3 separate regions of the Sus scrofa genome follow, and regions 1 and 3 are each linked to region 2. Evidence: chromatin contacts called from public Hi-C and promoter capture Hi-C data. All regions are on one chromosome and are shown on one strand. Each heading gives the region's core, a stretch centred on a gene start, on an enhancer-like site or on the middle of the called end of the contact. The rest is flanking DNA. Distances are from core to core; before and after follow the strand shown.

The links. Promoter capture Hi-C pulls out the DNA fragments that hold promoters and counts their contacts. Hi-C and Micro-C count contacts between places; a contact is called where the count stands out from the background.
Region 1: a promoter capture Hi-C map of fetal skeletal muscle shows a contact between it and region 2, with 4 times the contacts expected there. The contact joins the promoter of DUSP27 here to the promoter of CREG1 in region 2. A contact is called at or near these places in 1 of 5 promoter capture datasets (fetal skeletal muscle) and 1 of 2 datasets of contacts at active chromatin or transcription factors (skeletal muscle).
Region 3: a Hi-C map of liver shows a contact between it and region 2, with 5 times the contacts expected there. The contact joins the promoter of MPC2 here to the promoter of CREG1 in region 2. A contact is called at or near these places in 1 of 47 Hi-C or Micro-C datasets (liver) and 1 of 2 datasets of contacts at active chromatin or transcription factors (alveolar macrophages).

The regions. Positions count from the first base shown.
Region 1 is chr4:83,900,977-83,903,676 of Sscrofa11.1, reverse strand. It overlaps DUSP27 (inactive dual specificity phosphatase 27), which reads left to right and starts at 1,364. Exons shown (of 6, transcript XM_003355072.4): 1 at 1,364-1,495; 2 at 2,151-2,276. The coding sequence starts at 2,167.
Region 2 is chr4:83,456,935-83,459,634 of Sscrofa11.1, reverse strand. It overlaps CREG1 (protein CREG1), which reads right to left and starts at 1,277. Exons shown (of 4, transcript XM_001928982.4): 1 at 841-1,277. The coding sequence starts at 1,194. LOC110260300 (a long non-coding RNA gene) reads left to right here and starts at 2,590. Exons shown (of 3, transcript XR_002343362.1): 1 at 2,590-2,700.
Region 3 is chr4:83,068,592-83,071,291 of Sscrofa11.1, reverse strand. It overlaps MPC2 (mitochondrial pyruvate carrier 2), which reads right to left and starts at 1,378. Exons shown (of 6, transcript XM_003355070.4): 1 at 1,133-1,378; 2 at 700-810. The coding sequence starts at 808. It overlaps DCAF6 (DDB1- and CUL4-associated factor 6), which reads left to right and starts at 1,574. Exons shown (of 19, transcript XM_021089469.1): 1 at 1,574-2,004. The coding sequence starts at 1,908. MIR9810 (microRNA 9810) reads right to left here and starts at 929; the gene lies at 835-929.

The DNA of each region.
Region 1 (2,700 bases), core at 115-2,614, 440 kb before region 2:
CTCAGTTGTTGTCAGTCGTCCATTCTTCAGCAGTCACTCACTGAGCCCCTATTGTGATGCCCAGGATGGTGGCTTCACAACTGGTCAGTGGTGGTGCTCTGTGCCTCCCCAGAGATGCCTTCCTGGACCACTCTATCCAAAGGAGCACCTACCCTGGCTGTGCCAGGTCTCGGCATGCGACACTGTTTTCTCTCTTCAAAGATTTAACCACTATATAAAACTAATTTTTGCTACTAAAACTTTGTCCATGCCATTCCCTCTGTAATTTCTTCCCCTACAGTCACATCTGCTCTTATAGTTCAACATGTACCTTAAAGACATATATTATCTGTTCTTTGATAAAGCCTTTCCTAACTTCTTCAGTCAAAAGGGCGCTTTCCCTCCTTTGAACTTACATAGTACTCTGGATCTCTCTTAGGACACTAACTACATTCTGCCTTGTACTTGAGTTATTTTTGGTTCATGTCTCAGCCCTCCTAATAAACTATGAGCTCATTCATTTATTCAGCCAATTATCAATGATACTCTGTGCCAGGCATTTCTCCACCTAGCTGGGAAGAAACATTATTTTACACATGTAATTATGTGTCTTACTAACTTTGGTCAAGTAAAGAACCTGACACATAGTAGATATCAGTAGATATTTGTAAATGGGTAGACAAATGGATCAATGCATGGGCAGAGGAATGGGGTCCTTATAGAATGTGCGGAGTGAGGGAGTGAACTAATGGGTTATTGGGCTTTGTTTCCATCATAATGATGGTGGAGTAGGGTGAGTTATGCACTCATTTGAGGTTTTGAATCTTTTGGAATGCTTATATCACCCAGGGTTGCCAACTGACCATCACCGTGGGGTAGGGGGATGGGGCAGGGGTCGTGGAGCACAACAGCCCAGTTCACTATCCAGAGTCATCTCTGTTCAAGGAAATGGAGCCCTGGTCACAAGCAATGACTGCCCTTTAGTCGCACCAGGGTGCTCTCCCAACGTCTATCAGAGGACCCTCTCATTCCATATATCTGCTGCTTTACCCCATCCCCCTCTAGGCTGAAGTTCCCTTTATTTCATTCTTCTAGATCCTTGGCTTTAGATTATCTTCTGGAAGCACTCTGAATAGGCAGCCCCAGGCAGGAAAGTATGGAGAGTGAGCCCAAAGCAAAGATTTCTTTAGGCCTCTCCATCCACGAAGCATGAACTTTGCCAACCCTGCTGTTCAGTGTCATTGTCCAGATTATCAGCCTGGAGAGAAAGAGTTAAGTGGGGCCTGCTTTGGGGTCTGGGTCCTGAGCCTGCATTCCTTCCTCCCAGAGATCTGCCAGGCTGTGGGGCCAGAGGCTAAATTTAGAAGGTAGCTAAGGTTTCCTGTGAACAGCTGTCCTGCCCCTCAGAGAAGGAGCACTGGAGAGAGAAGGGAGGTCAGAGCTTCTGGCCGTTTCGTCTGGGTCCCTCAGTCACTGGGTGACTGCCCCTCGGTGTGGAGATACCAGCAGAGCGGTGGTGAGTGTGTGTCTCCCCTCATTTTGTCCTGTGAGCCCAGCACCTGAACACAAAGGGGCAGCAGATCTGCCCTGAGTGTCAGGGCCCAGCCATGTCTGGGACCAGCTCCTGGGGATATCATGTTCCTTAAAGGGATGTGAGATGGTGCCTGAGCCACAGGAAGTGGCTCCAGGCCTTGGTTAGGGTCGCTGAAAAAGGCACCTCCCGCAGTAAGGACAAAAGTGGTGTGTGTGTGTGTGTGTGTGTGTAAGAGAGAAAGAGAGAGTGCACCCAGGAGGTTCAACAAAAAGATCTTTCTGGTCTGGGGAATTCACTGTTTTTCAGCTTTAGTTATGCTCAAGGCAAACTTCTGTTTCCCCTCGCTGCTTTCTTGCCGGCACCTATGGAAGCCACCAAGTTGTCACTTCTTAAATCTTGTGACTCCAAGATGGGCTATTTACATGGCCGGGGCGTAAGTCTTGGTGTCCTGATAACGGTAGCTGGACGAACTCTGACTGGGTTTTCCTCATGGGTTACTTTCCTATTAACATGTGGCGGCTTTCCCAGTCCTTGTCCCACTGAAGTGACATCACTGAACACACCCTTCCCTACCCCCCTACACACAAAACCTCCATAAATAGATTTTCTAACTGTCTTTTTCATGCCAAACCTACAGACGCTGACAGATTGTCATGGCGACCAGTGGGGACCCAGAAGAGGAGCAGGTGGTCCCAAGTGAAGAGGATGAAGCTGACGTGAGGGCTGTGCAGGCTCGGTACCTCCGGAGCCCCTCTCCTAGCCAGTAAGTGTACTTGCTCAGCTCCAAACCCCTCCAGCCATGGCAGAGGTGGAATAGGGAGCATGATGACAAGTGGGACCCTCCTCTTGAAGTTCACCCATTCAGCAAACATTGATGAGCACTTTTTATGTGTCATACTTTCTGGAGGAGGCAAACATGCAAACAGACCCATTAAAATATGACATGGTAAGTGCCAGAATTACCATGCCGAGGATCTAGTGCGTGGTGGGCCAGGGAAAGGAAGACCTGGGCTTAGAAGGATCATAGGAGGCTTCCTGGAAGAGATGACGCTGAACTTGAACCTCAAAGGATGAGTAGGAGTCTGGCAGTTCTCCCTGGAGGGTAGAGCTTGATTTCCTAGGACTGAGGCTGGAAATGGGGATGGTAGACCATAGGTCATAGATAAGAGAAGGCATCAGGATAGGAA
Region 2 (2,700 bases), core at 28-2,527:
GGTAATACCCACTTCAAAGCGTTATTAAAGGAGACGATGAATGGAAGATGAATGAAAAGGTCAGCCTGGAACAAGGTTATATCAAACCTTATATTAAATATAAGGTTTCTTTCATCTTATCATTATCAACAGTGTTAACCTCTGGAGTTCTCATTGTGGCTCAGCAGTAACCAACCCAACCAGTATCCATGAAGACGTGGGTTCAATCCCTGGCCCCACTCAATGGGTTAAGGATCCGGGTTGCAGTGAGCTGTGGTGTAGGTCACAGATGCAGCTTGGATCTGGTGTTGCTGTGGTGTAGACTGGCAGCTGCAGACCCCTAGCCTGGGAACCTCCATATGCCGCGGGTGCACCCCTAAAAAGACCAAAAAAAAAAAAAAAGACTGCAATAATCATACACAATGTTGTATTTACTTCTTGCTGCTGAAGGGAAAATTCTTAATTCAAAGGAGGGATAAGAAAGAGAAATCCCAAAGCCAGTTATACTAAGTGCTAAACTACCCAAAAGTCTCCACACCCTGTAAAACTTTTAATAAGAGTTCAGTGAGACACCGTAACCCAAAACGACCCCAGGTGAGAAGTCCTCCAGGTGCTGGTAGAGAATTCACTAGAAGTGCATTGCGCAGTGGCGAGGGCGTGTGTGAAATTCCTGATATTTAGCTGCCCAGCAATAGAAAAGCTGCAATGCTCGCCTAGCCAGCTCGGGAAAGAAGAGGTAGGTTTGGCCTACGTTCAAATTCTTATCTCTACGAGGCCGGCTCTCCTTCCTCAACAGAATTTAAGCGACAGTCAAAAGGCTCGCGCTTCGGCCCGCGGTGCCACACGGCCCCTCCCGCTCACCTGCAAGTTGCCTACTGATTGCTGCAACGGGCTAAGATAGAAGTACAGGACGCCGGTGCCCTTGCCTGGGGGGCCGTCGCTGAGAGATAAGACGTCGGCAAAGGGCCTGCCCCGCACCCCCTCCTGCGTGGAGATGGTGGCCAGCGCGCCCCAGTCGCAGAGGTTCGTCACGAAGCGGGCCACAAGCGCCGCATTCTCGCGGGGCGGGAGCGGCGGCAGCAGCCCGGTGGCGTCCCAGTGCCCGTGGCCCTGGCCGCTTCGGCCACGCGCTGGTGTCACCAACAAGGCCACCAGCGCGGGAGCCAGCAGGAAGGCGAGCACGGCGCGCGCAGACCCGCGGGCACGACCATCCATGTCCGCGACTCCAGCAAAAGTTCCGCGTCCGGGGCCTACCGGGTCCCAAGACTAGGCGTGCGCGCCCGGGCCCCGCCCATCGCGGGGCAAACCGATCCTGCCCCTTCCGAAGAGGACCAATGGGAGTACGGGGGTGATGGGCGGAGAGGGCGTGTCCCTCGGCCCGCCCCCGCAACGTGCTGCGAGGAAGCTGTTTACCCACCTTCCTGCAGCTCCGCCCCGCCGCTCTGACAGGATTGCGAAATCTTCCTAAAGGGGGTGGTCGTTTTGGACCGAGGAAAAGCAGAGGCTTAGAGAAATTAAGCAGCTTGCCTAAGTCATATTCCTAGGAAAGGACCAGTCTCTTCACACACACCCCCTTCCTTTAATACCTTTGGATTTGGCTACCTGGCATCTGAGAGGAAATGCTGTGTTTTCTTCACATGCTCCTCTTGTCTGTTTACTTCACTGTCTGGTTACTCCACTATAAAGAGTAAAGACCAAAGAGCAGCAAGGGTCCCAGGGGGAAAACAGAAGCCCCAAAGTTTAACACCTCAATAACTTATTACTCCTGGCCCGGGAGTCCCTCAGAGATACCAGGGGATTGTCAGGATTCCATGCACGTATTTGAACTCATTGAAACCAGTTGTGGACCGTGGTTATAAGGCTCGGGGACTGTGGTTTCACAGATGTCTTGCTTTTGCTCATCCCTCACCTCATGTACGTGGCGTTTCCCTTTGCTCCTCCTAAGAAAGTCTCTTCCGTTTTTCCAGGGGTGCCTCCTCTTTCTGATACTCTGGCAATTGGCAAGTAGGCTCATACCACCTGATGTGCCCGCCTTATAATTATAAGCTTTAATCACACCTCCTCATAGCGAATCCTCATTATTTTGACCTGGCCTCACGCCCCTACTTTAATCATTGTTATAAAGGCCAGTGTGGTGGTGCTGGGGCAGGAGGTTGTCAGTTTCTAAACCTGGCTCTGGTATAAGCAGCCTTCAGAGGCTGAGGTGTTCAACAAAGGTGAAGTAACTTGGGGCCCCGGACCAGTCACCTGAGCAGGCAGGTGTGGGCCACAGGTGTGTGAACTGAAGCCCCGCCTCCATTTCCGGTCTCCAACTCGGCTTCCCCACATTGAGCCTGGAAGGTTCTCAGGCTACTCAGCCAGAACTTGGGTACATGGAGTTCCCGTCGTGGCGCAGTGGTTAACGAATCCGACTAGGAACCATGAGGTTGCGGGTTCGGTCCCTGCCCTTGCTCAGTGGGTTAACGATCCGGCGTTGCCATGAGCTGTGGTGTAGGTTGCAGACGCGGCTCGGATCCCGCGTTGCTGTGGCTCTGGTGTAGGCCGGAGGCTACAGCTCCGATTTGACCCCTAGCCTGGGAACCTCCATATGCCGCGGGAGCGGCCCAAGAAATAGCAACAACAACAAAAAAGACAAAAGACAAAAAAAAAAAAAGAAAGAAAAGAACTTGGGTACAGAAAGGACACCATTTACTCTGAGGAGGAACCTGCAGTGCCTTCTGG
Region 3 (2,700 bases), core at 129-2,628, 390 kb after region 2:
TTATAAAGAAACAGACACATATGCTATCTTTAACTCTCACATCGATCAGATTTTACAGAAGTTAAGATAAAAGATTTCGCCCAAGGTCACACCTATAGTAAGCAAGCTGAGCAGAATTAAATCCAGGTCCGTCCGCACAAAAAGGTCTAGGGAGAGCTGGTTTAGTAGTAATTTAATAAATAAGGTTAACTTTAAAAAAACTAGGCCTATGGGACAAGGAATGACACTGACTCAGAAACCCGGGTAACACATCTGCAGGCCTGTCAGCTGGAGTTTGAGGAAGTACGACCTTTACTCTAAATCCGCCGGTGCGGTACGACAGCTCTTCTCCGCGTGGGTCAATATACCACTACTCTTGGAGGAAAAGAGGAAATGAGGTTTCCTAATGGCCCAAGACCCTTTCCTGGCCGCAGAAACGGAGAAGGATGAAACCCAGAGGCCTGGTCCGGGTGTGAATGGTGCCTAAGGGATGAGGTGCAACCAAGGTCGCAAAGGGCGCTTGCTTGAAAACTAGGAGTTGATGAAAGATGCTGGAAAAGAAAACGTGAAATGCAAGAAAGAGTACACGGTTTCACTTAAAGGGAAGGGGATGGGGCTGTGGGTGACGCCTCCAGCGGCAGAGTTGTCAGCGGGCCTCTAAACGTCTCTTAGAGGGACGGGGAGGGAAGGACTCGGTGAGAGCCACTCTGGGTTCATTACCTGCTGGGTGGTTGTACAACGGCCTCAATTTTTCAGGCAGTAGGAGCTCCACTTTATCGAGAACCCGGTGGTAGGTGGCTCGCAGGCCCCGGGCGCCGGCGGCTGACATTTCTGCGGACGAGTGATCGTGGGCAGTCGGAGTGAGGGGAGAGTGGCCGCGTGCTCGTCCCTGGCTGACAATGAAGGGCACCTCGTCACTCTCCCCTGCCTCAACGCCTCTCGCCCTCCTCTTCCTCCGGGTGCCCTTCCCGTAGCTCTGCCTGACCTCTTTCCAACTACCCGCGGGCCCGCACCCAGAGAAGGTGGACGGGGCGGAGACACTGCGATGGCCCGCCCCCAGCCCGCCTACTGGCCTCCCACCGCCTAAGAGGAGGAGGGGTCATGGAAACAGGTGGCAAAAGGATTGCCTCACCGAATCAACCTCGCGTCCTACCTGTAGTGCGCTTGCGCAACTAGAACTGTCCGCGGTGATTGGCCAGCCCCGAGGCGCGGGCGGGGTCCAGAGCAAACCTCCAATTTCTCCTTGCTGCCCTGGAGGCCATGTTGGAGAAGGGAAAGTGAAGCTGCACCGCTTCTGATCCCCTTTCACTTTGGTTAAGGAGGCCCCTAGTTAAAATGGGCTTTTCGGGCCTTCCCGTGCCCCGACTAAAGATGACGCCGCACAATTCTCTTGCTTCCTTTGGAATGAGACTCGTGAGCGAAAAACTTCTGATTTCAACTCCTTCTCCCTCTAGTCCTCATTTATCCAAAAAGCATAAAGGATTTGGCTAGAGTGGTCTGAACCCATTTTTCTAGGGTAAGGGCAGCGTTGGCGCACACCTGCCTCAGTCCCCAAGGTGGTCGTTATCTCGCGAGAAGGCTTGGAAGGGAGGGTGTAGAGAACGAGGAGAGGGAGGAGTCGAGGCCGCTTCCGCCTCCTCGGTCTCCTCCTGTTGGAGGGGGGCCGAGGGAGGGGACTGTTGCTGATCTCTGGATGTTCTGGGTAGTCTGAGAGGGAGAGTATGAGGCGAGCTCTGGCCCGGGTGCGGCCAGGCTTCGGGGGCGAAGGCGCGCGGGTCGATCCTGCCGCCGCCATCTAACTCGCTGCGCCCGCGAGGCTCGGCGCGCGGATGGTGCCGGTGCGGCTGGGGTGTTGAGCCGCGTGTCCCCTCCCCTTCCTCCCCTCCCCCACGCGGTGGTCTCCCCTCCTCCCCCGGCCCGGCAGAGCCATGTCTCGGGGTGGTTCCTGCCCACACCTGTTGTGGGACGTGAGGAAAAGGTCTCTCGGGCTGGAGGACCCCTCCCGGCTGCGGAGCCGCTACCTGGGTGAGCAGGGGCCCCGGGGCGGAGGCGCTGAGGTCGCCGCCCAGAGGTGGGGGAGGGGGCCGCGCCGCGGGGGCTGTTGGAGGTGGGATAGCGCCTGGTAGGGGTCCCCCGGAGACTCAGGGATGCTGGGTGGACCTCGGCCGTCGGATTCTGCGCCCGTGTCCTCCCACGGCCAAGCCTCCCCTTTGCATGCTGCCAGCCGCCGCCCTTGCTGGGTTTTCCTCGGGGGGTCGGACCGGGGGCAGACAGTAGTGGCTAAGGTTGGTGTTAGGGTGGCTTCTGGAGTGGGACTCGGGAGAAGACTTGTCGAACCTCCCGGTGCTGCAGCGTTTAGAGCAAAAGTTGGCGCTTTAGCTCTTCTCCAGCGCTGTCCTCGCTCCGCCGAAGGACCTAAGTTTGTGTTGACCGCCGCTCCCCTACAGTCTCGGGAGGGCTTAGGTGTCGCCAGTGATGCGTTGACCACCCTCGGGGACTTTACGCTCCAAACAGACTCTATGTAAACTGTCCTGCGGCTCCGAGCCAAACCTAAAAGTGATAGCTGAGCTCTCCCCACCCCCGCGCGCATTCCCAGTTGGACTCTGGTGTTCAGTCGTTTTGACCGCTTTAAGGAGGTGTAGGATTTCACGTTCCCATTCCCCCCCTGTGAAACACACTTGGCATTTACTGTTTCTTAGTTAAGCTTTCTAAAAACAACCT